Linked DNA regions of Mus musculus: regions 2, 3, 4 and 5 are each linked to region 1. A link is a contact called in public HiChIP or PLAC-seq, Micro-C and promoter capture Hi-C data. All regions are on one chromosome and are shown on one strand. The core of a region is the stretch at or near the end of the contact, and the rest is flanking DNA. Distances in the headings are between cores, read along the strand shown.

Region 1 (4,905 bases), core at 784-3,283:
CACGGGGTGGGGGGCGGGGAAACAAAATAAAACACTTAAAGTGAGCAAAGAGAAGTCTAGGCCTGGTAGCACATACCTGTAATCCCAGCACCTGGAGGGTGAGAACAGGAGGATTCTAAGTTCAAGGCCAGGCTGGACTGCAAATTAATGCCTTGTTTCAAGAAAACAAAACCAAACAAACCAGTCTGCAACCCCCAGGTGAGGAGTGGGGTCTCACGTGCTCCCATTGGGAAGGGACAGGCAGGATGATCAAGGAGTGCTCACAGCCCCTAGCTATACATTTCACTTCAGATTATCCATAACAGGGCTAACATAGCTCACAGCACAAAGAACCAAAGGTTACAATGAAAATATAGCTTAGTTGTTAGAGTACTTGCTTACCATGCCCAAAGTCCTGAGTTCAATCCCTAGCTTCACATAACACTGGACAGAGTGGTACATACCTGTAACCTCAGGACTGAAGAGGGTCACAAGTTCAGGTGTTTTGTTTTTTAAAAGAATCAAAGGTACTCTTAGTGGCTGGGTGTTCCTAGTCTTCTGGTCAGTGTCTAACTAGTGACGTTCTCCTATGTCACTTGTCACCTGCCAAGGAGCCTCCACTCTTAGACTAGAGTGCATGCACACAGCCTGAGATGGTGGATGCTGCTGCACACACAGCATGGCCTTCTGCTCCTAGGCTACTCTACTGAACATCACAGCGAGCCCTGCTCACTGCAGCAAGTGCTGTGCTCTCAGACAACATAAAACCTTTTGTTTTTTTGGGTGGGGGGTGGGGGTGAGCAGGGGGCCAGCAGGGTTTCACTAGCTAGTTCTGCCTGACCTCCAACTGGCAGCCCCTGTTTTAGTGCTGAGATTACAGGCATGTAAGACCTGGTTTGTTTGGTTTTGTCCTCTTCCACTATGCTCTTATAGGACTACAGTAAAACCTGTGTCCCTCAGTAATGGACCATGCAATGCATACACACCTGAAAGCGGCCACAGTCTGACTGCATTTGGAACTATATGCTGTTTCAGTAACAATCCGCTAATACCTTCAAAGCTAGGGGTCAGTATTCGCAATAGCAAACTCTGTAAAAAGAGAAAAAGACCGAGGTAACACTAAGACCATATACCACAACAACACAGGCCTAATCAAAGTCCTTGCCTAGCATGCAGAAAGCTATGGATTTGATCCCCAGTACCTCCTTAAAACTGGGTACAGTGGCGCATGCATGTAATCCCAGCACTTGGGAGGGGATGCAGGAGCATCAAAAGTTCAAAGTCATCTTCAACTGTGTATTGAGAATCTCTCCCTCCTCGGTTTCCATCCTAGAACTGCCTCCCAAGAAGGGGAGGGGCCAAGGGAAAGTGTCAATCAACTCCATCAATGAATTTCACTGGACTCAGCCACAAAACAAAACAAAAAAACCGAAGAAACAAAAGTCAATTAACTTTCACCCACAGCCCAGTTTGAGTCTCCAATTCACAATCTTCCTGGCCTCGTCCTACCAGCAAATACTGAAATTGCAAGTGTGCACCACCTATGTGGGCAAAAGGATCGGGAGTCCAAGGGCTGCTCCGAGTACACATGAACGCCTGCCTCCAGACCAGAAAGAAGAGGACGGAAAGGCACGGGTGACCAGGACTCAGTTTGAAGCCGCCAGGGACAGTGATACAGGGCGTCTCTCTCACACACGCCAGGGAGAGACGAACCACCCGAGGCAGATGCTGCCTCCCGTCCCGGGGAGCCCACAGCAGCCATCCTCCTGCGGAAGAGCGAGGTGCAGGCGCACTTCCGGTCGGCGCGGACCGACCCGCCACACCCGCCGCCGCCGGGCTCCGAGCGGGTTACCTGAGGCGCGTGGCCTCCAGCCGCAGCCGGGCCAACCGGAGTCCCGCGGGCCGCGTACGGCCGCCTGGCCCCAGCCCCGGACGAGAGGCCTGGGCCCCTGCCTGAGAGCAGGCCCCACAGCCGTCGGGGCCGGGGCTCCGGGCCGGGGCGGAGCCCGCGAAGCAGCAGCAAGGCGGCCGCCATGGTGCCGAAAGCGGCGCCTGCGCAGTGCGGCTCCGGCCGCCCTAACGGTCAGGTTTTTGAGGGCGGCCTCCCTTTGCGCTTGCGCGGGGTTGAAGGTCGCGCGCTCCTGGCGACGCCTGCGCGGTCCGAACCGTCTGGTATCCGCAAGGTTAGCTGCGAAACCTCGAGAGTCAGCAGGGTGCGCAGCGCGAAAGCTAGCAGCCCGCAGCCTGCGGGTTCACGTAGAGACAGGCTACGGTTACCCGGTATTTTTCTCTCTTGTGTTTTATTAACAGTCCAAGTTGCGGTTTCCAGTACTTGGCAAGTGGATACACGATTCGCTTTTCACGTTATCTCTTTCTTTGGGGTGCGATTTGGTGGTTCCTGTTGGCCACTTCCGTCCTTCCTGTACGTATTTATTTTGTTGTTTCTCTGTGTGGTGCTAGCTGTCCTCTCGCTGTAGACCAGACTGACCTCGAACTCGGAGATCCACCTGCCTCTTGGTTTTGGTTATTTGTTTTTTTAAATACAGTATCGCTGTGCAACAGTCTGGCTTCAAACTCAAGCTCCGTCTCCTGTGTGCCGGCCTGACAAGAATGAACCAGTTTTTCTGAACATCAGAGATCCGGGGGATGCCCCTGGCTGGCTACAGAATCAACTTAGAGCCAGTGGTGTGTGAGACCACAGGGCAGCAGCTACATACAGAGTAGGAAAACGGTGCCCTCAATCTTAGAGAGGGAGGGAGGGGGGCTCCTAAAGTCGGAACTGGAGGGGCTGGAGAGATGGCTCAGCTGTTAAGAGCACTGGCTGCTCTTCCAGAGGATCCAGGTTCAATTCCCAGCACCCACATGGCAGCTCATGACCATCTGTAACTCCAGTTCCAGGGGATTCGACAACCTCCCACAGACATACATGCAAGCAAAACACCAGTGCACATTAAATAAAACATTTAAAGTGGTGATTGGACCCGTGTCCTCTGGAAGAGCAGACAGTGCTCTTAACCACTGAGCCATCTTTCCAGACCCCTCCCCCCCTTATAGCCATTAGTGGTCTACTACCCATTTCTCCAACTCCCTTAGCATCAGGCAACCACTAGCATTCTTTGTTCCTGTGGACTGTGTTTATGACCAAATTAAGAGCCCCCTTAATTATACTCACTGCCCCTGAGGAGCACCCGTCATCCCGAGCTTCATACCATTTGGCTTTGACAGTTCATTTGTGCAGAGACAGAAGGGAGAGCTTGCTGTCCCACCCATGGACAGCTGCAATCCCAGGCCTGGGCAGGGCCACTGAAGCTCTGAGTCCTGCTAGTCCATGCCAGGCTGGTGCCTGGTAGTCTAACTGCAGAAAGCCCCCAAAGCAGTCTCGGTGCCTTTCCTTCCACTCCATGTCTTTCTGTACTCTCCAAGTCCCTTAACACTAAATAATTCAAACAATAAGCCTTCTCGGTGCTGACTGGTGCCTGGCTTCATGTCAAGCAAACTCTCTGAAGTAAATAAATAAATAAAAATTATCTTACTATGTAGTCCTAGCCAGTCTCAAACTCACAAGAGATCTCCCTGCCCCTGCCCCCTCAGGGCTGGATCAAAGGCATGCACACACCGTGCCACGCAGAAGTGAAAGTTTAAATCATTTAATTGTATGGGCTGAGTGTTTTACCTGCTTATATGTAAGTGTATATGTGCCAGCCTGGTGCCCTCAGAGGTCTGAACGTGACATTGAATGCCCTGGAACTGGAATTTTAGGTGATTGTGAACCCCCGGGTGGTGCTGGGGATCAATCTGGGTCCTCCAAAAAAGCAACACGCGTCCATCTCTCCCGCTCCGTAAATATTTTAGTTCATTTCTATACGTGTGGATGTTTTGCCTGCATGCAAGGCACCTAGTGTGTGCCTGGTGCTTAGGGAGGCTAGAAGAGGGCATCAGATCCCCTGGCACTGGAGTTACAGATGGTTGCGAGATGCCATGTGGGTGCTGGGAATTAAACCCAAGTCCTCTGGAAGAGCAGCTGGTGCTCTAAACCACTGAGCCATGTCTCTAGCATTTGAAGTAAAGAGTGTATTTTACAGATTTAGAAAAAAATAGAGCCAGGAGTAACAGTTGTGCACCAAGCACTCTGGAGGTGGATAGAGGGTACTGTCTTCAGTGTAAGTGAGCCGGCCCATCTTGGGAAAAGTGTTTCCTCAAGATTAAATAAACAACTAAAAATGAAAAATATTTTAAGACAATTTTTAAAAACAGGCTAGGGAACTGGCCCTGTGAACAAAGGGCGTGGTGGGAAGCCTTCCATGTAAATTCAGTCTCCAGAAAGGATGGAAAGTCCACACGCATTGCAAAATCTGTCATCCCAGCCTCCTTCCACAAGGAGACGAGATCAGCTTATAACCGCGAGCTTTTCCACCTGTGCCCCAGTTCCCAAATAACTCAAAGGCTTAACATTAATAATAAATGCCTAGGCCATAAGCTAGCTCGTTCCCCAGCTAACTCTTAAGTTAATATCCCGTTTATTCTAACCTGAGTTCCACCTCGTGGCTGGCTTCCTCTCCTCAGCTTCTTGTGCCCATGTCCTCCGTGTTCCAGTGGTGAGAAAGCCACCTGCCTGGCTCTCTCTCCACTGGAAGTCCCGCCTTCTAATCCTGCCTCAGCTTATTGACCATCGGCTTTGTATAGACAGGTGGTGCTTCCACACAGTACACAGGAGATTAGCCCTACATCTCCCCCTTTTAGTACAATAAAAGTCTCTTTCTCTAACTTCAATAAGCTGCATATAATAAGAACAATTATGCCTTTAATCCCAGCACTTGGGAGGCAGAGACAGGCGGATTTCTGAGTTCAAGGCCACCCTGGTCTACAGAATGAGTTCCAGGACAGCCAGGGCTACATAGAGAAACCCTGTCTCAAACAAACAAACAA
Region 2 (4,905 bases), core at 1,654-4,153, 490 kb after region 1:
AAAATCTCTGGAACATTTTTCTTCGATAATTTAGGGTTGGTCAGTTTGAGGGAAGCTAGGATGGTTGATTGGCCCAGAACTGTACAAGACATGTTTGTTGAGCCCATCTATGAGTCTGCTATTGGGAGACCAAAACCTTTATCTTAAATTAGTGCGCTTTTGTTTCAAGCCAGGAGGGTAAAAAAGAAGCCAGACCGGCCACTTGGAAATTCAATACCTTTATCACCCCAATCCCTGACTACCAGGGAATCTGTCTAACTCCTAGACTCTCCATTCTGTGGGAGCCTCTTTTTCCTGGCTTCCCCCACTTGGAAGCTGCCTGAGTTCAGGCTGTTAGGCGCAGCTCTGCCCTGGGGCTCCCTTTCCTTGCTACTGGCTTGCCAGTTGCAGCCCCACCCCACCCCTAACCCCCCTTTCTGCAGAGCCAGAGCTGCTTTTTAAAGCAGGACCCGGGGCTCCACATTCCTAGGATTCTGGAAGGCATGGAGATAGGGATATCCCCGCCTTGCAGCCAGGTGGGTGGGTGAGGCGGGAGGGCCACGTCTCGTTAACTGTGCCCAGTCTGAAACGCCTGAATAACTGCAGTTCATTTTCTTAAATGTCCTTTTCCAGAATTGGGCACCCCCAGGCTGTGAAAAACTAGGGAAGTGTCTGACACCTCCTGAGTCTGTCCCTGAGAAGTGTTTCTGGGCCCATTAGCCAAGACCAGAATCTCCAGCCAGCCCTGCAAGTGCCTGGGAGACCTTGTCCTTCGGACTGATGAATGGAAGAGACCAGCTGCCCTCTGCCCACCCATCCCTGCATGGACGGCCCCTGCAACCAGGTGCAAGGCTCCAAGACTGCTCATCCTGGAGCCCTGACCCTGTAGTCCGCTCTCGAGCACCACAGCCCATCTTGCCAACTGGCTCCTGAAAAGGAAGCCGGGGCCTTGATCACCGTAGGTACGTCAACCCAGGGTCTGAAGCACTGTCACTGTCCCTGCATACATTTCAACCTAGGTGCCGTACACAAAAGTGAAGATTTCAGCGAAATGCCAAGGAAGTGCCATCTATCTGGCTTCTCCCCCAGGCCAACCCTCTGAGCCACCCTACCTCTTTCGCACTGGCTACAAACAAAAGACAAAGACAGCACCTTTTCCAGTCAAGGTGGCATCTGCACTGCCCCATGGAGATGGGAAGATGACAGCCTAAGTTTCTGGCCCTGGCTCAGGGCAGTATGGGGCCACTTCTGTAACCTGCCACCTCTCATATGCTCCACATAATCTCCAAGACCCTTTCTCTGAAGGCTCATGGACAAGTTTTCACATCTGTGCAGTAACTGCAGAGCCAAGGTTGAGCTGTAACGGTTGGGAAATGATGGTGAAGAGACTGAGAGGAAGAATAAAGGAACAGGAGGGGGTTAGCTCTGGTAGCCCCAAGTCTATTTTTGGGTTGGTTTGAGACAGGGTTTCTCAGTGAGGTGCTGGCTCTCCTAGAACTCACTCTGTAGGACAGGCTGGCCTTGAACTCAGAGATCTGCCTGCCTCTCTTGGGAGTGCTGGGATTAAAGGCGTGCGCCATCATGAGACCACCTATCCTGGTCTTTTGTTTGTTTGTTTGTTTTTATTTTTTTCAAGGCAGGGTTTCTCTGTGTAGTCCTGGCTGTCCTGGAACTTACTTTGTAGACCAGGCTGGCCTTGAACTCAGAGATCCACCTGCCTCTGCCTCCCAAGTGCTGGGATTAAAGGCGTGCGCCACCACCGCCCGGCATATCCTGGTCTTTAAAATCGAGATTATGATGGGAGACTGTGTGTTAGATCTCCACGTACCTGTTGCATGAGCTTTCCCTGGGGATTCAGAAACAGATGCCCCAGATACGATTCCAGTGAGAGCCTAAAGTAACCATCGTGTCCAATGAGTTCACTGCCTACAAGAACATGAATGACCCCCAGAGCAGCTGCATCAACCAAACGGAAAAGTCTCGGCCCAGCATAGATGACAAGTTCCTAATAGATTCATAACGGAGCTTCCCTTTAGTTAACCTTCCTCCATGTGAGTGTGTGTGTGTGTGTGTGTGTGTGTGTGTGTGTATTCTAGTGCCTCCAGAGACCACATCAAATGGAAGAATGCAGCTCACGGGCTCACAGGAAGGTCCAAGAAGGAATGTTTAGAATCCATTGGACCCTCCCCACACCCTCTCCTTTGATGGAGCATGGGCCAATTTGGAGGATATCTTTTGAGTAATTGCAACTGCACTGAAGATGATAATGGCCATTATACTCAGAGGACAGTCTTCCACACCACTACCTATAGACCCAGGTACTGTGCTGGGAAGGTAGAACCCCAGTTCTGTCTCTGGCTATCAGGACCTTCTGGTCCCCACCCCAAAACGAGGAGGGCACATTCTGTTGCAATGCACAGGAGTGTCTGTGGTCTCAGAGAAGGCATTCCTTACCCGCCCTGCTACCCTGCTTTCCCCTGCGCTCTAGCCCACACACAGTGCACTCCCACCTCTGGACCTAAGACTATCCATCAGCTCCCTTCCGGGCTAATTCCAGGAAAGCAGGGGCTGAATCTCAGGCCCCTTGTACTATGCGCGAGGGAAGGAACGCAAGGCCAAACCACTCCAGCGGACCTGGGCAAGACCCGTCCCTGCTCCCCCAGGTCCAGAAGACTAGCCCCTGGAAAAGCAGGACTGAAAAAGCGTGTGTGGGGCAAAACCAAAAAAGGATGGACATCGCACATCCCCTTTCCACCCATATATCTTTGAGGTAGGGATGCTTGTGTTTAGGCAGCTCAAGAAATCTAACCCCTGACTCAGGCCCCACACACACCTCGCAGAGGCCCCGCCTCTCAGCCTGTCCCGCCCCTCGTGCTAGACCAACCCGCACCCAGAAGCCCCGCCCATCGAGGACGCTCCGCCCTTGTTCCCCCCGGGATTGACGTGAGTTTAGCGTGCTGATACCTACCTCCTCCCTGCCTCCTACACGCACGCGGCCATGTCGGAACCTGAGTTGAAACTGGTGGCGCGGCGCATCCGCAGCTTCCCCGACTTCCCAATCCCGGGCGTGCTGTTCAGGTGCGGTCACGAGCCGGCGAGGCGTTGGCGCTGTACGCTCATCCCCCGGCGCAGGCGCGTAGGCAGCCTCGGGGATCTTGCGGGGCCTCTGCCCGGCCACACGCGGGTCACTCTCCTGTCCTTGTTCCCAGGGATATCTCGCCCCTCTTGAAAGACCCGGACTCCTTCCGAGCTTCCATCCGCCTCTTGGCCAGTCACCTGAAGTCCACGCACAGCGGCAAGATCGACTACATCGCAGGCGAGTGGCCTTGCTAGGCCGTGCTCGTCCCCCACGGTCCTAGCCCCTATCCCCTTTCCCCCTCGTGTCACCCACAGTCTGCCCCACACCCATCCATTCTTTCTTCAACCTCTGACACTTCCTCCTTGGTTCCTCACTGCCTTGGACGCTTGTTCACCCTGGATGAACTATGTAGGAGTCTCCCTTCCCTGCTAGGTACCCTAAGGCATCTGCCCTCGGTGCTTGTTCCTAGAGACGAACTCTGCTCTGTCCTTGTGTCCAGAACCAGGCCTCCCTCTTTTAGGGCACAAAGCTGGCCAGCATCCTGACAGCAGGCTGGGAGACCCTGGAACCTCCAGATGACGGACATCCTTGCTTAGGGGTAGCCTCTGGGATGAACTAGATACTAAAAATTAGGTAACCTTGGTTGGGCGTGGCGTGCCTGGGCAGACCTCAAGCCTGGTAGCTTCAGGGGCTGTTTCTCCCCAGGACTACACCGGGGCATCTTTCTCTTGTTCCCTCACACAAGCTTGTGTTAAACAACTGCTGTCTACCTGGCTCCATGCCTGAGCTTCAGAAACACCCTAGGACAGCTGAATGTCCACCAGGAGTGTCCAGAGGGAGGGTGGGCACCCCAGAGAACAGAGTGGCCCTGGTAAGTGCTCAGGGACCACAGACTTTTGCCCACTTCACTTCCTATTGGTACCCCTGGCCATGCTCCAGAAATTAGGGCATGTATGTATCCTTCCCACGACAGCTAGATGCTGCATTTGAAAGGTGGCAAGAGCCACCATAGGTGGCCCTGAGCTGTTCAGAAGGCAGGTAGGATCCCCAAGGCTGAGATGATGAGTTGATGGCTACCCAGTAGCCATCAACGTTCTTCTAGCCGTAGTCAGCAAGACCTAGTGTTCCTAGCAAGTGTTGACCTCGCCCATACTTGGCCTCTAGATTCCCATGCCCCTCAGCTCCATCCCACAACCTTCCCTCCTTACCCTAACAGGTCTAGACTCCAGGGGCTTCCTGTTTGGCCCTTCCCTAGCTCAGGAGCTGGGCGTGGGCTGTGTGCTCATCCGGAAACAGGGGAAGCTGCCGGGCCCCACTGTGTCAGCCTCCTATTCTCTGGAGTATGGGAAGGTAAGCGAGCTGTGTGTAGAGGAAGGGCAGGGTCTTATCACGGCTACCAGTGTCTAGGAGTAAATGTGGGTGCTCAGAGAGGTTGAGACATTGGGTCAGGTTTACACCACCCAGAAACGCTCGAGGCTAGGGAGGTGGCCACTTGTTCGCGCCTAGACTCTGTCTTACACTACTTCCTGTCTGCAGGCTGAGCTGGAAATCCAGAAAGATGCCTTGGAACCCGGGCAGAGAGTGGTCATTGTGGATGACCTCCTGGCCACAGGAGGTAAAGAACCAACCCAAGACAAACAGACTTCAAAGGGCCAGACCCTGTCCTGGGTGCTGACTAAGCAAAGAGCTTGAACACCTCCTCTTTCTCTGTCCCTTCCCCCCAGGAACCATGTTTGCGGCCTGTGACCTGCTGCACCAGCTCCGGGCTGAAGTGGTGGAGTGTGTGAGCCTGGTGGAGCTGACCTCGCTGAAGGGCAGGGAGAGGCTAGGACCTATACCATTCTTCT
Region 3 (4,905 bases), core at 1,194-3,693, 450 kb before region 1:
GGCTCCTAGCAATGAGACTCCCCTGTTTGCTAACCCAACCTCCCAGTGTCCCCTCTCCCAGATTCTTGAAGAATGGCCCGCTGGAAGAACAACACCGGATCCTTGTGAGCATTCTAACAGTGGCTTATTTGTAGTAAATCTTAACAAAAGTCCAACATAGCCGCCACGCTGTTTGCTGTCAGTGAACTTTAAGGCGAGCCCCACTCGCCTGGGAAACTCAAAAGCAGCACCTAGAAGCACCTGAGCACAGTTAGGTCAGCTGTCGAATGCTGTCAGCCGAGAGCTCAGATTGTCAGCCGGAACATACACAGGTGGACTCCGGGTAGCCTGTTTTTTACGGGAGCCTTCCAAGAAAGCTGGATTTCTTTCCTAAAGACCTAGCCTTGGGAGTTGCACTGTCTCACATCTCCCACACTCTACTAGCCAGTGCAGTCACAGGCTCCAACAGCACTGCAGCTAAAAGATCCTGATGGTACGGTTCTGGAAGAAATGGTTCCAGCAGTTTTGGCTTGTTTGTTGAGGCGGAGTCCATGTAGCCAAGGCTGACCTCAAAGCCAGACCATCAGCAAGATCAGAGATGAACATGAACTGCTCCTCCTGCCTCCACCTGTGAAGCATTTGGGACAGGTGTGTAGCACCATGATTGGCTCCCTGACATTTTAACTGCTTTACTATTTTGGAAAGCACAGCCTGCTAATGTCCCAGGTACCTAATAGTGGCCTATGCCCAACCCTCTTTTTCTTTTTTTTTTTTTTAAGATTTATTTATTTTAAGTACACTGTAGCTGTCTTCAGACACCCCAGAAGAAGGCATCAGATCTCATTAGGGATGGTTGTGAGCCACCATGTGGTTGCTGGGATTTGAACTTAGTGCTCTTAACCGCTGAGCCATCTCTCCAGCCCTCCCCCTCCCCCTAAGCTAACCTTATAACCCTGGTTTTGTCCCAGGGAGGAAAGGAATGACCAAGGACCGAGCACTGACTCAGCCAGGCCTGGTGGGGTTTCAGAGGGCTTTAGCCAGCTGGTGGGGATGTTCCCTTGTTTTGTAAACTAAGAACTATTTAACTTTCTGAAATCGGCCTTCAAGCTTAAAGGCCACAGGCTACCTTGTGTCCACTAGAGCTGGGCAGAAAGCCAGAGCTTTGACTCAGACCCTACTTGATTCAATGAAGCTTTTTGGCTACTGTCCTAGCCATCCATTCTGCCCAAGGCAGTACCAACTTATTTCATCCACTCAAATTCCCCTCAGCCTGTTCAGTTATGAATAACTCATCTTCTCTGATAATTTCCTTTGTTGTTTTGTTTTTGTTTTTTTGTAAAAGTGTAAATGGATTTTAGATTGGGCCTTCTGACTTCTAACCCTGAATTGTGCAACCTGGAGAAAGTTGCTGTCTGTCGGTCTCTGTGCCGGGCATCTTTAGATCTCTAGGAGTAAAGAGATACTGTGTATCTTAGTTAGGGTTACAATTTCTGTGAGGAAACACCACGACCGAAACAACTTGGGGAGAAATACATACTCGGCTTACACTTCCACACCGTTGTTCGTCGACAAAAGCAGTCAGGGCCAGAAGGGAAAGCAGGCCAGGAGGCTGGAGGCAAGAACTGCCGCCCAGGCCGAGGAGGAGCTGCTTACTGGCTTCCTCCTCACGACTTGCTCAAGCTGTTTTCAAAGAGCCGCCTGCCTCTGCCTCTCTGCCTCAGCCCTGGGATAATTAAAGGTCTGTGGTACCAAGGCCTAGCCTTAGCCTGGCCTTAGCCTGCTTTCTTATAGAACCCAGGACTACCAGCTCAGAAATAGCGCTACCCACAGTGGCCTGGCCCTCCCACATCAATAATTAAGAAAATGCCTTACGGCGGAACATTATGGAGGCGTTTTCTTAATTGGGGTTCCCGCCTCTCAGATAACTTCAGCTGTGTTAAGTCGACGTAAAATTAAATGGCACACTGTGCCATGCAAGCAGGTCTGATGCAGGACTGGCGTTTGGAGATGGGACTCCAGCTGTGGGTTATCAATACATCCAAGGCCTTCTTTTTACCAGGTCACCCCCCACTCCTCCCGGACTTGTACTCTCAATATGGATTCAATAGCATTAATCAGGTCCACAATTCCAGGCTTATCAGTTGAGGGTTCTGGGGCTGCTTTGGCCCTTCTTGTGGCACCTCCTCTCCTAACTCTTTTGCCAGGCTCCTCATGTCGCTGGCGCCCCACAAAAGCCCGAGGTTGTGATGGATAGATGGACCGCAGCCAGCGCGCAGCTCAGTGCGCAGGAGCCAGGGAAGCTAGCTGAAGTCGGAGGTCCGCAAAGGGCTACGTCCCTGCAGAAGGGTGGGTGGGGGTGGGGGTGGGGGGGTGGGAGTGGGATGGGGGGGGGTTGTTGTTGGCCGGGTCGGCAGGGGGCGCGCGAGGAGCAGGGCGGGGCTGCACCTGTGCTGCTGGCTGCTGGAGATGGGGAGGGGAGCGGCGCCAGAAGCAGCTGCGCGCCCCGCCCCGCGGGCTCCTCCCCGCCACCGCGGCCCCTTAGCTGCTGCCCCGATGCGCTGTGCCCGAAGCCCGGACTCAGTAGTCACCAGAGCAGTTGGGGCACCCGGGCTGTCGCCGCCGCTGCCCACACCCCCCGCGGACCCCATTGGCCGCATGGAGTCTCCCGAGGGCGCTGGTCCGGGAGGTGAGTCCGACCCCGGCCCCCAGAACCCAACAACAAACCGCAGCCCCTCCCTCTGCCCACTAGCCAGCTACTCCCGGGGCCTGGAGACCCGCTGATGCCTTCTGAGCCCGCCCGTCCGACTCAGAGCTAGGGGCGGAGGAGGGGGCCGGGCCAGATCCTTGGAAACGTGCGGGTATCCGGCTCGGCAAACACAGACTGCGTCTCTTTCCCTGATATGCGAGCTCCGGGCTCCGGAAGGCTTGCGGACTGCCCTCCAAGGAGGTGACCAGGGGTTGCGTCCTGAGCCCCCTGCCAGCCGAGCCTGGGAGCGGGGGAGGGGCGTGTAGGGGCCGGAGTTAGGGATCTGGAGAGGGGATTCGTAGGGGCGATGCTACCCGCTTGTTCACGCGTAGGCTTTGTTCGCCCCAGCCGCGATACCAGGAGGAATGACAAGAGGCGGAAGGGGGTCTGGGGCTCCCGACTGAGCTGGGGTTTTTGTGAGGTCATGGCGCATGCACCCGAGCTCTTGGTGCTGCAGGGCAGCGGCCTCCGAGCTGCCCAGCTGCCATATATTTGGAAGGGAAGGTGTGAATGGTGTGCTCCTTCCTCGGCCTCTCCCAGCAGCTGAAGACCCTTGAGGTTAACATCTTACCGCAGGGTCTGCCCTCCTTGGAGCGTGCCCACAGGCGGGTGGCTGATAATAGAGAGAAAACTCTTAAAAATCACCCACCCTGCGTCTCAGCTTTCCAGAAAGCTTTTCAGGGATCCATCGCTGTGGGAACTTGGATGTAATCTGAACAATCCATCACTTGCTTAGCCATACCCAACACCTCTAGGATTTCCTGAAGATCCCATCCCAAGGAAACACCAAGTGTCTGAGGATTTGGCCAGCTTGCCATTCCGCCTGCAACCCAGCCACACGATGGCTTCTTCTGAAGTCCAAAGGGTTGCCCGTGGGAGCTGTCCCCAAGCGGCTCCTATGTCTACAGGCGGGGAGCAGTGTCCTGCTTGAAAACCCTTATCTGCCTAAGCGCCAGACACTTTCCAGCCAGTGGGATTGGTTGTGCTTTGTTTTGTTTTTATGGGAGACCAGCGTTCTTGCTATTGACAGTCCCCAGACCCTGGGTCTTCCCAGCACCAGCTCCGTGGGTACCAGAAGGTAGATGGTTTGGAGAGCAAGGACTTGGCTTGTAGAGCTCAGAGTTATTTTTTGAGCTGTGCGATGTTGGAAACTTGCCTGTGCCCCTGAGCCTCCGTTAGCATGGCTGTCAATACAGGCAGCCCCCTTGTATAGGGCAGAGGTCTGTCTTTCTTTCTTTCTTTCTTTCTTTCTTTCTTTCTTTCTTTCTTTCTTTCTTTCTCTGAGGAAAGAAAGAACAAGCCCACAAGCTTAAGCAGAGATGGAGTATGCTGTCTCTGATGTATGCATTACTGGCTGGGGGTGGGGGGCTCAGACGCCCGATTCAGTGAACAAATCCCAAGTACCTATCATGAGCTGGTACCGTGCCTGCATGTCGGGAGGCAAAAGCTAAGAGGGAATTCTCTCTTGGTGCCTTTAGCGTGTTTTCTTGTCTGCATCCTGAGCTAGTGGGCTGTGCTTGGTGGGGCTCCCTAAGGGTGACTGTAATGGTAACTTTGTTTTGGAGCCTGTGAAACACAAAAAAGGCAGAGCCCAGGAGGATGGAGCTCTGTGTTCCATCTCCCAGGCCCGCAGCAGGGCTCGCTCATACAGACCTTGCCAGCCTTCCTCTAGTACTCCGCATTAAATCTAGACCTGTTATTCATCAGTAGCCACTGAAGAAACGATCTCCCAAAAGTAAAATCTTTATAATGTATCATTAAGCCAGGGTCTATGTAGCCCTGGCTACCCTGGATCTTGCTATGTAGACCAGGCTTAACCCCCACCTCCTTAGTCTAAAGGTGTGTGTACCATCATGCCAAGCCTAATAGACAATTTTTAAACCTAAAGAATTTAGGGGATGGGAAAGGTGACATTAGGTAGCCCTGGCTGGCCTGGAGTTCGGAGGTCTGCCTGCTTTCAGCTCTTGAGCGCTGGAATTAAAGGCATGCCCCATCATTCCCCAGGTAATAATTTCTTTAAAGCATGGGATCATGGAGCTGAGGCATGTGCATGAGAGTGTAAAAGCTGCTGCCCTCCTTGAGAAGCCCACCTGATGCCTTTGGGCACCAAGTCTCTGCCCCTTCCTCATCTCTAAGGAGGGAGGATGTCCCCAGAGTCGAAGAGAAACAGGAGGCTGTGG
Region 4 (4,905 bases), core at 1,630-4,129, 390 kb after region 1:
CATACACTTTATTATTTACATAAGGTGTTTAAAATGTCATTGATATCTATATTTTTGTCTCCCGGGGTTTTTAAAATAAATAGACCAAGTTTTTGAAGCAGATTCATAGAAAGATTCATAGAAAGATTGATCAGAAGGCAGAGCTGTCCCTGGGTCTGCACAACATGGATAGTGTCCCTGGTGTAGGGCACTGGTAACTAAGGAGTGGACAGAGACTCAACAAAACTCACCTTTATAGTGAGGTCCAGTCTGAGTTTCGTATTCTGCGTGTTTAGTTAAATGTCTAATGATGGTGTCCGCCGTCAAAATGTCACCCTGAGCCGTGAGAAAAGGAGGTGCTGCCCTTCTGGGGGGTGAGGATAGCAGAAACAACCCAGGTGTAGCTGGAAGTGTTAGACATTGAGATTGCTTTCTTTAGAGAAAGGGGCTTCTGTTCTAAGAAGAGCCCCCAGCTGCAAGTCTGGTGTCAGCTCTGTACTGTGAGCTCTGTACTGTCAGCTCGGGCAGGCACAGCCCCTCTCACAGCCTCGTGGGAAGCAGGGACCAGATAAAGGTAGAGAGCTGACTTCACTGGGGAAAGCCACACTGCCATAAGCAAGAGAAAGTGGCTCCTTTGAATTGAATCAAGCCCAGGTCTCTATAGACAATAAAGAGCTTCAGGCGGCACCTGATTTCCTGAGCGGCTGCTGCCTCTAAGGTGTCCACGTGATCCCTGGTGCTTGGTGACTCTTTGTTGTTCTGAGAAGGCGTGTGTCTTGCAGATGGACTGGATACACAGTGTGGGTTGAGAGCTTCCATAAGGTAACATGAGAGTGTCGAAGAGCTGTGACCTGGACATTTCCACAGGGAACCAGCTCTTCATAAAGTAGCAGGGAGACCAAGTGGGTAACAAATGGGCTCTGGAAATGTCTTTCCAGCTGGTGGAAAAATGGAGGGACAACGGCTGTCAGGACTCGTTGTGACTATGCTGCAGTGGGGCCGGCCCACTCCATACAAAGCAGCCCTCAGGGCCCCCACCATCTCCTCCCTGTGCAGCAGCCATGGCTCTCTCTTGGGAGAGCTTCCTAGCTGAGAGGTTTACCTGTCACATTGAATTCTGTACCTCCAACAGAGGTTGTGAGCACCTTTCTTAAGTTCAAGCCACACACTGGCCACTTACCACAAAACAGACATGCCACCCAGCAGCACGAGGTGGGTAAACCTGCAGCTCAAGCTGAGGGTCCCACTCCTGCCTCAGGCTGAGCTCCCAGAGACTGGCTTACGAGGTCTGCTGAGAGGCCACTCTGCCGGGGCCACTCTTCACGACAGTATCTCTGAAGAGGACTGTCCTTTGCTTTCTCGGTGTACACAGCACACTAGCAGCCACACAGCTGGTGTCCATATGCCTGGGATAAAAAGTTTGCGGTCTCAAGCCACATAGCCAACTCTTCTAGATCCACATTCCTCTGTGAAATGGGCTCGGGACCCTCCACTCCTCTATAAGATTGATACATGTGGCCAGGGAGATCTGAAAATGTGGACAGTTTTATAGGTGTCAGACTAGGATTAGATAGCATCCTCCACAGAGGGAGATCCGGGAAACCAAGGAGCCCAGATCCCACCCCAGGAGGACCGTGCAGGAACGCTTTTTCAAGAAGGCAGAGGTGAACCCCTGAGAGGGACCCCAACTGGGGAAAACCAAGCCACTACAGCAAGCCTGGAAAGAAACGGAGGGTATTTTTACTTATTTATTTATTTAATTTTGGCACATTGCTAGATTTTTATCCTTCACATGCAGATGTATGCCTAATGAGATGAAAATCAAGCCCCCCCCACCCCCACCCCCCCGCTGATCTGAAGTTCTGGCCCCTTGTCTCTGCAGGCGGTGACCCTGGGTCTCTCCTTAGTCTCAAAGAAGCAAAGTGTGAGTGAGTGAAAAACTGGGAAGGGAAAGGAAGGAAGTGCAGCGAGTTTGCTCAAATGTACCAACCGGAGGAACGCCTGGGACTTGTCGCAAGGCGCCTCGAGGAAAAGTGGGTAAAGTGGGTGGGGAGCAGGCTCAGAGGAAGCAGAGAAAGTAGGACGCGGACAAGCAGAAGCAGCGGCTGGGGGCTTTTCCTCAGGTTGACATTAAAATGAATGATATGCAAACGAATGCAAAGCATATGCGAACGCCGGCCCCGATGGCAGTGGGGAGAGCGGGATCCTGAGCCCACTTGCCGCAGGTCGCCTGGCGCCTTGGGGACCAAGGCCGAGCGCGGCGGGTGGAGCGCGCCCCCTGCCGGCAGAACGCGCAGGTGGCCCGGGTACCCCGAAGGGCTTGCGAAGGGGGTGAGGGGGGGTGCGGCGGCCGAAGGAGGGGCGCCCGCCTCCCCGTCCCGGAGTAGACACCGCGGCTCCGGGAGCAGCGACGCCGTCGGGCTGCGACTGCTCCGAGGTGGGTGTGTGCGGTGCGCTCAGCTCGCCCGCCCTCCCGGGGCGCGGCCTGCGCGGGGCGGGGGCGCACAGCTAGGAGTCCGCCCCGCACCGGGTTGCCCCGCGCCGCACGCACTGGCTACGCGCTGGGACTCCTCGGCCCGTTCCCACTCCACGGCCCCGCTCTCCTGCATCCGTACGGGGGTCCCACGCGCGGCCTGGCGCTCCTGAGGTCCCTACGTCCTGAGTCGGACCCCATAGCCAAGTCCGCCGGGCGCGTCCCGGGGCCCCTCGGCCACCCGGGCGGTGGAGGCGGGAGCCGCTCTGGGCATTGGGCGGCGCCGGGCGCACGGAACCGGGCCTCTCTCCGGCGGCCGGCGCCCCGGGGCGGAGCGAGCGCGATGGGCGTCGGGCTGGAGGCAGGTGGCGCAGCGGCGGCGGGGCGCGGGAGGCGGGGGCGGAGCGCGCGGGGCGGGGGCCGCGGGACTCGGTGAGACGCGCGGGCGAGCGCGCGGCAGCAGAGCCGAAAGCACGGCGGCTGGACCCGGCGGCCGCCGAGGCCGAAACCACCCGGGCAGCGTGCGGGCTTTGTTCCCGCGCTGGGGGCCGAACGCACTCGGCATGGCCCAGGCGGTCGCCCCGCGCGCCCCGACCCCGCCGCGCGCCTGAGCCCCGCGCAGCGCGAGAAGACAGCGTACGGATCGCCCCCAAGTTATGGAGGTGGCGACCCAGTGAGAAGGAAAAGCCACTTCGGGAGCCGGGTTGCGAGAGAGCTACGGTCCCCTGGAGCTCCAGACCGTAAGTGCCGCCCCTGCCCTGTTCAACACCGCCGCTGTCACCCTACTTTGCCGGTTGCTGCCGTCCCGGGGGTCCTCGCTTTGCACCCCCTCTCCAGCCCCTCCACTTTACAAAGTTCGTGCCCACGGCAGGGTGGAGCCAACTCTGCCCACTCATTTGACTGAGTTGCAGCCACCCTAGGTGAGCAGACAGCTTGACCTGTCCAGAGTGTGTGTGGTTCATCTTTAGGTAGGAGCTGAGTCGGTGGGGGAGTATGGGCTCCCCAACCACCACCCACAAGCGCCCCCTGGGGTGCCGGGTCTCCTGACAAAGACTGGTAGCCTGAATGACAGGGCTCGGGACTGACTGGAGTAGCGGGAGGGCAACCTTCCTGGGAGATAGTGCTGGCAGGAGAGGGTCTGCTGCTTTCTCTAGCCCTTCCCCCTCTTATTTTGGTCCCTGGATCAGCCATTAGGGCCATGGAGCTGAGCATCCTTCCTGATGGTCGGGAGGGGATCCTGACCGCCCTCCCTGGGGTCCTGACAGCCAGGTGCAGGCACAGCCTCCGGCTCTGATCCTTCTCACAGGCTTTGGGAACGGTCCATCTGTGTGTAGGGCAGGCCCAGAGCCAGGCTGTGGGAACAGCGGGGAGGAGGTGTGAGGAGGTGTGAGCACCGCGGAGGGACAGATGGCTGGGAATTCAGCCGGAGTCGGGCTGACTAAGGTGGAGCAGAAGGCAGCCAGGCTGGCAGCTCCTGGCTTTGAGCCGCTGCCTTTCAACTCATGGCCCTGAACTTGGTGTGTTTGGGCTTCTTGACCACAGTGCTGGCTGGACCTACCCCCCTGCTCCATGAATAGAACTATCTGATCATGTGAGCTAAAGCTGACTTTCAGAGCCCAATTCCTCAAAATAACAGACGATCTCATGCTCCTGTTTGTAGGGTTGATCCCAGTAACTGTCACACCCGTCCCTCCTATCCTGAGGCCAGGATGTGGCTTCATTATGTCTGGCTGGGTGTGTGCTTCCTCCCGGCGCTCAGAAACAGGAGGTTCCCAGGCAGCCACTCAGAGGATGGGGCTGGCAGAAGACAAAGGGAGCGGTCACTTTGCCCTGGCATTGCCCTTGCAAGTTGCTGGAAGGTTTCAGAAACTTCTCAAGACTGGGACTCTCTCATCTCCCTAAGACCCCAGGGGCTGGTCTGAGAGAGTTCAGCCATACCCGGCCAGAATGCACTTGGCTCCTGGCCTGGGAAGAAGTAGGAAAGCCCTGTGAGAGATTTCTGGTCTTGTGCATGGAGGGATCCTGATGGGGGCTACACTGGGGTCATGATGTCACCCCACCTTGGTCCACTGAAGGGCGGAAGTCAGAAGATGTGGCTGTCCCCAGTTGGCACTGGGAGCCCACAGTTAGAGCACCAAGCTGAGAAAATGCCGCTATTTGGGACTGTTTTTTTTTTGGGGGGGGGGCACAACCACTCTTGTGCATTGAGAGGGAAAAGCAGAGAAAGGAGGAACCCTGCGAACAGAAGGAACAGATGTGGTGCTCGGTGCTGCCCGGGAGCTAGACAGACACGGGGAGGGAGAATATCACGTTAGGACTGATTTTCTGGCGGAATCCACCCTCCCGGGAGGTACTGTGATCTTGATGAGAGGGGAGAAAGGGAGGGCCATGTGTACCTGGCACACCACCATCTTTTGCTGTGTGCCAAGCCTGAGCTGGCATATGGAAGACAC
Region 5 (4,905 bases), core at 1,290-3,789, 310 kb before region 1:
CAGAGCATCTTGGTTCTCTAACTGGCAATTGTTGAAATCTCCCCACCCCAGCTGCCTTGAGGAATAGAACTGTCTGCCAAACCGTAAGGCAGACGACCCATATTCAACATTGAATATTCCAGAGGCCTTGAACTGTGCTCACAGCTGACAGGTGCAGCCTCGGAAATACTGCTTCCCTTTGTATCGGGCGTCTACTACCACGAGCCTTGGTTCTGATCTGTAGGTGATTCCCTGGTCCCAAACGCCAGTCCTCTGGAAAAGCAGCAAGGGCCCTTCACCACTGGGTTGTATCACCAGCCTCCCGCCCCGCTTGCCTACCTCAGCAGTGTAATTCAAAGCAGCTGAGCAGTCAGTAGCCTGGGCCCCAAAGGTGGCAAGATTGCCAACTTCGTGACATATGAAAAGGAGGCCACTGACCAGTTTGAGAGAGTGTCAGGGATGGGACAGAGGGAGGCAAAAGCAGAGGACAGGGAGCCAAGGCTAAAGGTGAAAGCCGTAAAGAACCAGGGAAAGCGAAGTGCAGGACAAGTTCAGGAGAGCTGTAAAATCTTTAAGAACCAATGGTCTCAGATCCCTAAGGTCTGAGAGTGAACCCCAGCTGCCGTCAAGGGAGGAATCCCAGTACAAGGAAGGCTACAGATGGGTGAATGATGGGATATCTAGGCTCTGTTTTGCAATCACCTCTTAAGAGAAATGGGATTAAAATTATATTAAAGGCATGTAGACTGACAGAAACTGGGCCATGGGCGCATACGGGTTATTTGTATTTTCCTAATTTTTGTGTACGTTTAAAAGTAAACATAGCTGGGTGGTGGTGGTACATGCCTTTGATCCCAGCACTCAGGAGGCAGAAGTGCGCGAATTTCCGAGTCTGAGACACAGCATCTCTAAGTAGTCTACAGAGTGAGTTCAAGGACAGCCAAGACTACATAGAGAAACCCTGTCTTGAAAAAGAAATGATGATAAGCAAAAGTAAATCTAAGAAAAGTACTAGTGAAGGGAGAAGAAACAGTAGGAATGGGGGTTGCTCTCAGGCTCAAAGTCAGAGGAGGCAGGCGAGTTCTCTGTACCAAGGGAAGACATATTTCACCATCGCCACAGACTACAGGACAGATCCCTTCCTTTCCTTATGGGAGAAATAAACAATCTCTGAACCAAACTTCCAAAATGTCTGTGACATTTCTCACACCAATCAATATCTTTGCTAGGAACTTTTAAACCTGCTAACTGATAAAAAGCTGGGGACAACTGGGGGTAGTGCTGTCTTGGGTGCTGCAACAGTAGGATAGACATGGTTTCATATCTGCGACTTGAGGAAGACCCAGTACTTCCGTGTGTCCCAGCTAGCTGAGACAATTCACTGCAAGACTGAGAGTCTCAGACACATTACATCTTTTTACTCACTCGAAAATGGCCACTGACACCTTACCATATGTGGAAGTTGGAGATACGAGGAAAAGACATATTATCTGCCCACACATGAAGTCAGAATCATAATTTATACACATATGAAACTGCAGACCCAGGTCAGTCTGTCGTAAGGAAAAACACGGGGCTCAGGACTGCTACCCAATTTTCTGCTGCGAGGAATACGATACGATAGGTACAAGTAGCTGGGACACACAGAAGTACTGTGATGAATAAGCCGAAATGTTTGCAGAAGAGAGACCTCCCTCAAGTCGCAGAAATGAAACCAAGCCTACCCTACCATCCCATTGCCCCGGACAGAACAACCCTACTCCTTCAGTGAAGCCTAGACCCAACTGAACCCCACCTCCCACTCGCCATCCACAGTGCCCCTCCCCCTTAGCTGTCTCGGATGTCACGCCCCGCCCACTCTGACGTCACTGCCCCGTCCTGCCCTGCGTCACGTCACGTCTCTGGACACAGCCGCGAGACACGCCCTATGCTGCAGCAAAGTCCTGTCACTCAGCCCCTTGTCGGCACCCCCGTTAGCCTTTAGCAGCCCCTTCGCTCGGCATTTTCTTCCACCTTCCACTCGATCTCGGACGGGGAACACGGCTTCCTCACCCCACCCACCCTGCGGCTGAAGACCCGCCTTCCCCGATGCGGCGCAGTCCCTTCTCTCCGCCCACTCGACTGCAGTCCAGACCCAACTTTGTGCCCCTTCGCATGACGTCATGCCCCCACCATTTCCCCCCCCTCAGGTTGCCCAGCTCCTCACCAGCTCAAACCGGTTGTTGACACGGACTCCTTCCTTCCCTGCACCCCCGGGGCGCCGGCCACCCAGCCCCGGTTTTGGTCCCTCTTCCTCTGCGTCATCGTCATCAAGGAGGACAAACTTCAAGGCGTCGGGCCCTAGGGGTTCCTGGCCGCGCTGTTCCCCCCTCAGTCTCCGGAGGGCCCGGCGCGACATAGGACCCGACAGCCTGATGTGGGCAGAGGGACGAGGAAGAGCAGCAGTGTGGCGGCGCCTGCGCACTTGCGGCGCGCTGGCGCAAGATTGGCGTGTCGCGTTTGCGCGCCGCGGCTCTCCGGAACTTCCTCCCAATTCCCCGTGGAGTCGGGGAAGGTGCAAGGGTGGCCCAGGGAGCTCTCGCGAGAGTCGGGCCCTAGCGGCGGCCGTGGTGCGGTGCTTCGGCTTTGGAGATGGCTGGCTTTCAGAAAGCCGGCTGTGCGGCGGGCAGCAACGCGCAGGCTCAGAGCGCTGCTCCGCACGAACGCGATTCCCGGGGGCGAGCCTGGGGGCGAGCGGGCAGGGGTGGGGCAGGCGAGGAGGCCGTGAGAGCAGGTGCGCACGCCGCAAGGCCCGTGTGCAAAGACCTCTGCTATGACAGGAGCGAGGGACCCAGTCCCCAACCCCTCTCTGCTAGCCTACCCATGCGACTTGTCCGATGTCCCCCACCTCCACGTTGTTACTAGACTGCAAAGGGACAGTTTTCACCTTAATAGAACCAACCTAACTTCTTTCAGACTGGGTAACTCCTCTCCACAACGTGCACCGAGCCGAGTTAGGTGTTAGGGCTTGCTTTTTATTGTCGCGAACGCAACAGGGGTGGTCATGTTACAGGGGTATTGGGTGAGGGGAGAGCTGCCTAGGTGTGGATCCGTGGTGTGAAGTCACGGCAGCCCTACCTATGTGTATTCTAATTCAGGAAGATTTTCACAATAAGGACATAGGGATCCTCGGCACAGATCTTTTCTTTTTCCATGTTCTTTTTGTTTTTGTTTTTTGAGACAGAGTTTCTCTGTGTACCCTTGACTGTCCTGGGACTCGCTTTGCAGACCATGCTGGCCTCTGCCTCCCAGGTGTTGTGACCAAAAGTGTGTGCAACAACAACCGACCTTTTTTTAAAACAAAACAAAAACACCACCTGTCTTAGGGTTTCTATTCCTGGACAAAATATCATGACCAAGAAGCAAGTTGGGGTGGAAAGGGTTTATTCAGCTTACACTACATACACACTGCTGTTCATCACGAAAGGAAGTCAGGACTGGGACTAAGCAGGCCAGGAAGCAGGAGCTGATGCAGAGGCCATGGAGGCTTGCTCAGCTTGTTTTCTTATAGAACCCAAGCCCAGGTATGGCACCACCCACAATGGGCCCTCACCCCTTAGTCACTAATTGAGAAAATGCCTTACAGCTGGATCTCATGGAGGCATTTCCTCAATTGACTCCTTTCACTGTGATAACTCCAGCCTGTGTCAAGTTGACACAAAACTAGCCAGTACACCACCCAAACCAAGATCTTGCCCTGTAACGCTGGCTACCCGTGAAGCTATGGAAATCCTGTTCTGAAGGGCTGGAATTACAGAGCTACTTCATGTCTACGCCCCAATTTTTATACTTTTGGAAAACTTTCCTAGACGAGTCAGGATTGAGTACCTCCAAAGTAAAATGAGCTGGGGTTGGGTTGGACCTTTCCCCAGCTTGAGAGCAGGAGAGGGCTAGGCCAGTCACTGCTCTTACTTGATCTTAGCCAAAAGGCTGAGAAGCAATCAGTCACTTATCTTAAATTCCAGCTTCATTTTGGGAGATAGATCTCCTTTTACAGGTGAAGACGCCTTAATGAGCTAAGTTTCCCAGAGAGAACCCGGTTTTGCATTCATGTGACTCCCAAAGTCCAAACAATGTAGGCGGTTGGCAAGGACAGAGAAGGCAGGCAGGGCAGCAATCCCTTAGTTCCTGCTCTTGTGTGAGCCCCCTGTCCCACTGTCCGTGTGCTCCACTCCACCCTGCCTCCCCCAGGAGTCTTGGTTCGTCCCTGGGTTGGATGCTGAGCCCTCTGCCCACACTATGAAGTATCTTTAGGTACTTCAAAGTTGATGGTTCACAGCTGCTGTCCCAAGGTGCCCATCCCCCCAACCCTCTTCCCTGCGCACTGTTAAAGTTGCAGCTTCTTCCGCATCAGGCTCAATGCTGCCGCCCTGACTGTTCAGGACCAGGCTGGCTTCTGTGCCATCCGTGATCAAGAGCTGTGGCCAGGCTGGGCAGTGGTGGCGCACGCCTTTAATCCCAGCACTTGGGAGGCAGAGGCAGATGGATTTCTGAGTTCGAGGCCAGCCTGGTCTACAGCCAGGGCTATACAGAGAAACCCTGTCTTGAAAACACACACACACACACACACACACACACAGAGCTGTGGCCAGCTTACACAGGTCAGTAGCCTTACCTTTGAATAAAGTGGGAGGTCTCAGTCTAGAACTGCCTCTCCTGAGACACAAGTCATGGACCCTGAAGGATGGAGTTGATCTTCCCTGAACCACTAGCTCCAAATGTGTCTCCCCAAACTGCTGCAGATCTGGTCCTTCTGAAAATCTCAGTTCTAACCACTGTATTTGGCATCGTCCCGATGGATGAGGCTGAGGCTAGCTCAGTGGGCTGACATGCAACCCACTGTTTAGAAAAGACCAGCAACCATAAGACAGGACAGGCTGTTGTACA

The links. Promoter capture Hi-C pulls out the DNA fragments that hold promoters and counts their contacts. HiChIP or PLAC-seq counts read pairs in DNA pulled down with a chosen protein or histone mark. Hi-C and Micro-C count contacts between places; a contact is called where the count stands out from the background.
Region 2: a promoter capture Hi-C map of the HPC-7 cell line shows a contact between it and region 1. The contact joins the promoter of Aprt here to the promoter of Spg7 in region 1. A contact is called at or near these places in 8 of 39 promoter capture datasets (the HPC-7 cell line, cranial neural crest, embryonic stem cells and 5 more), 11 of 115 datasets of contacts at active chromatin or transcription factors (the 230-238 cell line, astrocytes, embryonic forebrain and 5 more) and 2 of 9 other capture datasets (liver and pancreatic islet).
Region 3: a promoter capture Hi-C map of neural stem cells shows a contact between it and region 1. The contact joins the promoter of Dbndd1 here to the promoter of Spg7 in region 1. A contact is called at or near these places in 2 of 39 promoter capture datasets (liver and neural stem cells) and 1 of 115 datasets of contacts at active chromatin or transcription factors (bone marrow-derived macrophages).
Region 4: a contact with region 1 is called in a CTCF HiChIP or PLAC-seq map of the NIH/3T3 cell line, with 7 read pairs. The contact joins the promoter of Cbfa2t3 here to the promoter of Spg7 in region 1. A contact is called at or near these places in 1 of 39 promoter capture datasets (neural stem cells), 1 of 15 datasets of contacts at CTCF or cohesin (the NIH/3T3 cell line), 3 of 484 Hi-C or Micro-C datasets (the AML12 cell line and bone marrow-derived macrophages), 6 of 115 datasets of contacts at active chromatin or transcription factors (bone marrow-derived macrophages, embryonic forebrain, embryonic hindbrain and 3 more) and 3 of 9 other capture datasets (adipose tissue, liver and pancreatic islet).
Region 5: a Micro-C map of embryonic stem cells shows a contact between it and region 1, with 3 times the contacts expected there. The contact joins the promoter of Tcf25 here to the promoter of Spg7 in region 1. A contact is called at or near these places in 1 of 39 promoter capture datasets (pre-B cells), 2 of 484 Hi-C or Micro-C datasets (both in embryonic stem cells), 1 of 115 datasets of contacts at active chromatin or transcription factors (pancreatic cancer cells) and 3 of 9 other capture datasets (adipose tissue, liver and pancreatic islet).

What each region holds. Positions count from the first base shown.
Region 1 is chr8:123,062,636-123,067,540 of GRCm38.p6, reverse strand. Spg7 (SPG7, paraplegin matrix AAA peptidase subunit) reads right to left here and starts at 2,033. Exons shown (of 17, transcript NM_153176.5): 1 at 1,832-2,033; 2 at 966-1,068. The coding sequence starts at 2,014.
Region 2 is chr8:122,574,905-122,579,809 of GRCm38.p6, reverse strand. It overlaps Aprt (adenine phosphoribosyl transferase), which reads left to right and starts at 2,903. Exons shown (of 5, transcript NM_009698.2): 1 at 2,903-3,057; 2 at 3,189-3,295; 3 at 4,275-4,408; 4 at 4,595-4,673; 5 at 4,783-4,905. The coding sequence starts at 2,978. Galns (galactosamine (N-acetyl)-6-sulfate sulfatase) reads left to right here. Exons shown (of 14, transcript NM_016722.4): 14 at 613-1,573. The coding sequence ends at 699.
Region 3 is chr8:123,512,993-123,517,897 of GRCm38.p6, reverse strand. Dbndd1 (dysbindin (dystrobrevin binding protein 1) domain containing 1) reads left to right here and starts at 2,443. Exons shown (of 4, transcript NM_028146.4): 1 at 2,443-2,665. The coding sequence starts at 2,533.
Region 4 is chr8:122,676,149-122,681,053 of GRCm38.p6, reverse strand. Cbfa2t3 (CBFA2/RUNX1 translocation partner 3) reads left to right here and starts at 2,879. Exons shown (of 12, transcript NM_001109873.1): 1 at 2,879-3,192.
Region 5 is chr8:123,371,345-123,376,249 of GRCm38.p6, reverse strand. Tcf25 (transcription factor 25 (basic helix-loop-helix)) reads right to left here and starts at 2,539. Exons shown (of 18, transcript NM_001037878.4): 1 at 2,186-2,539. The coding sequence starts at 2,377.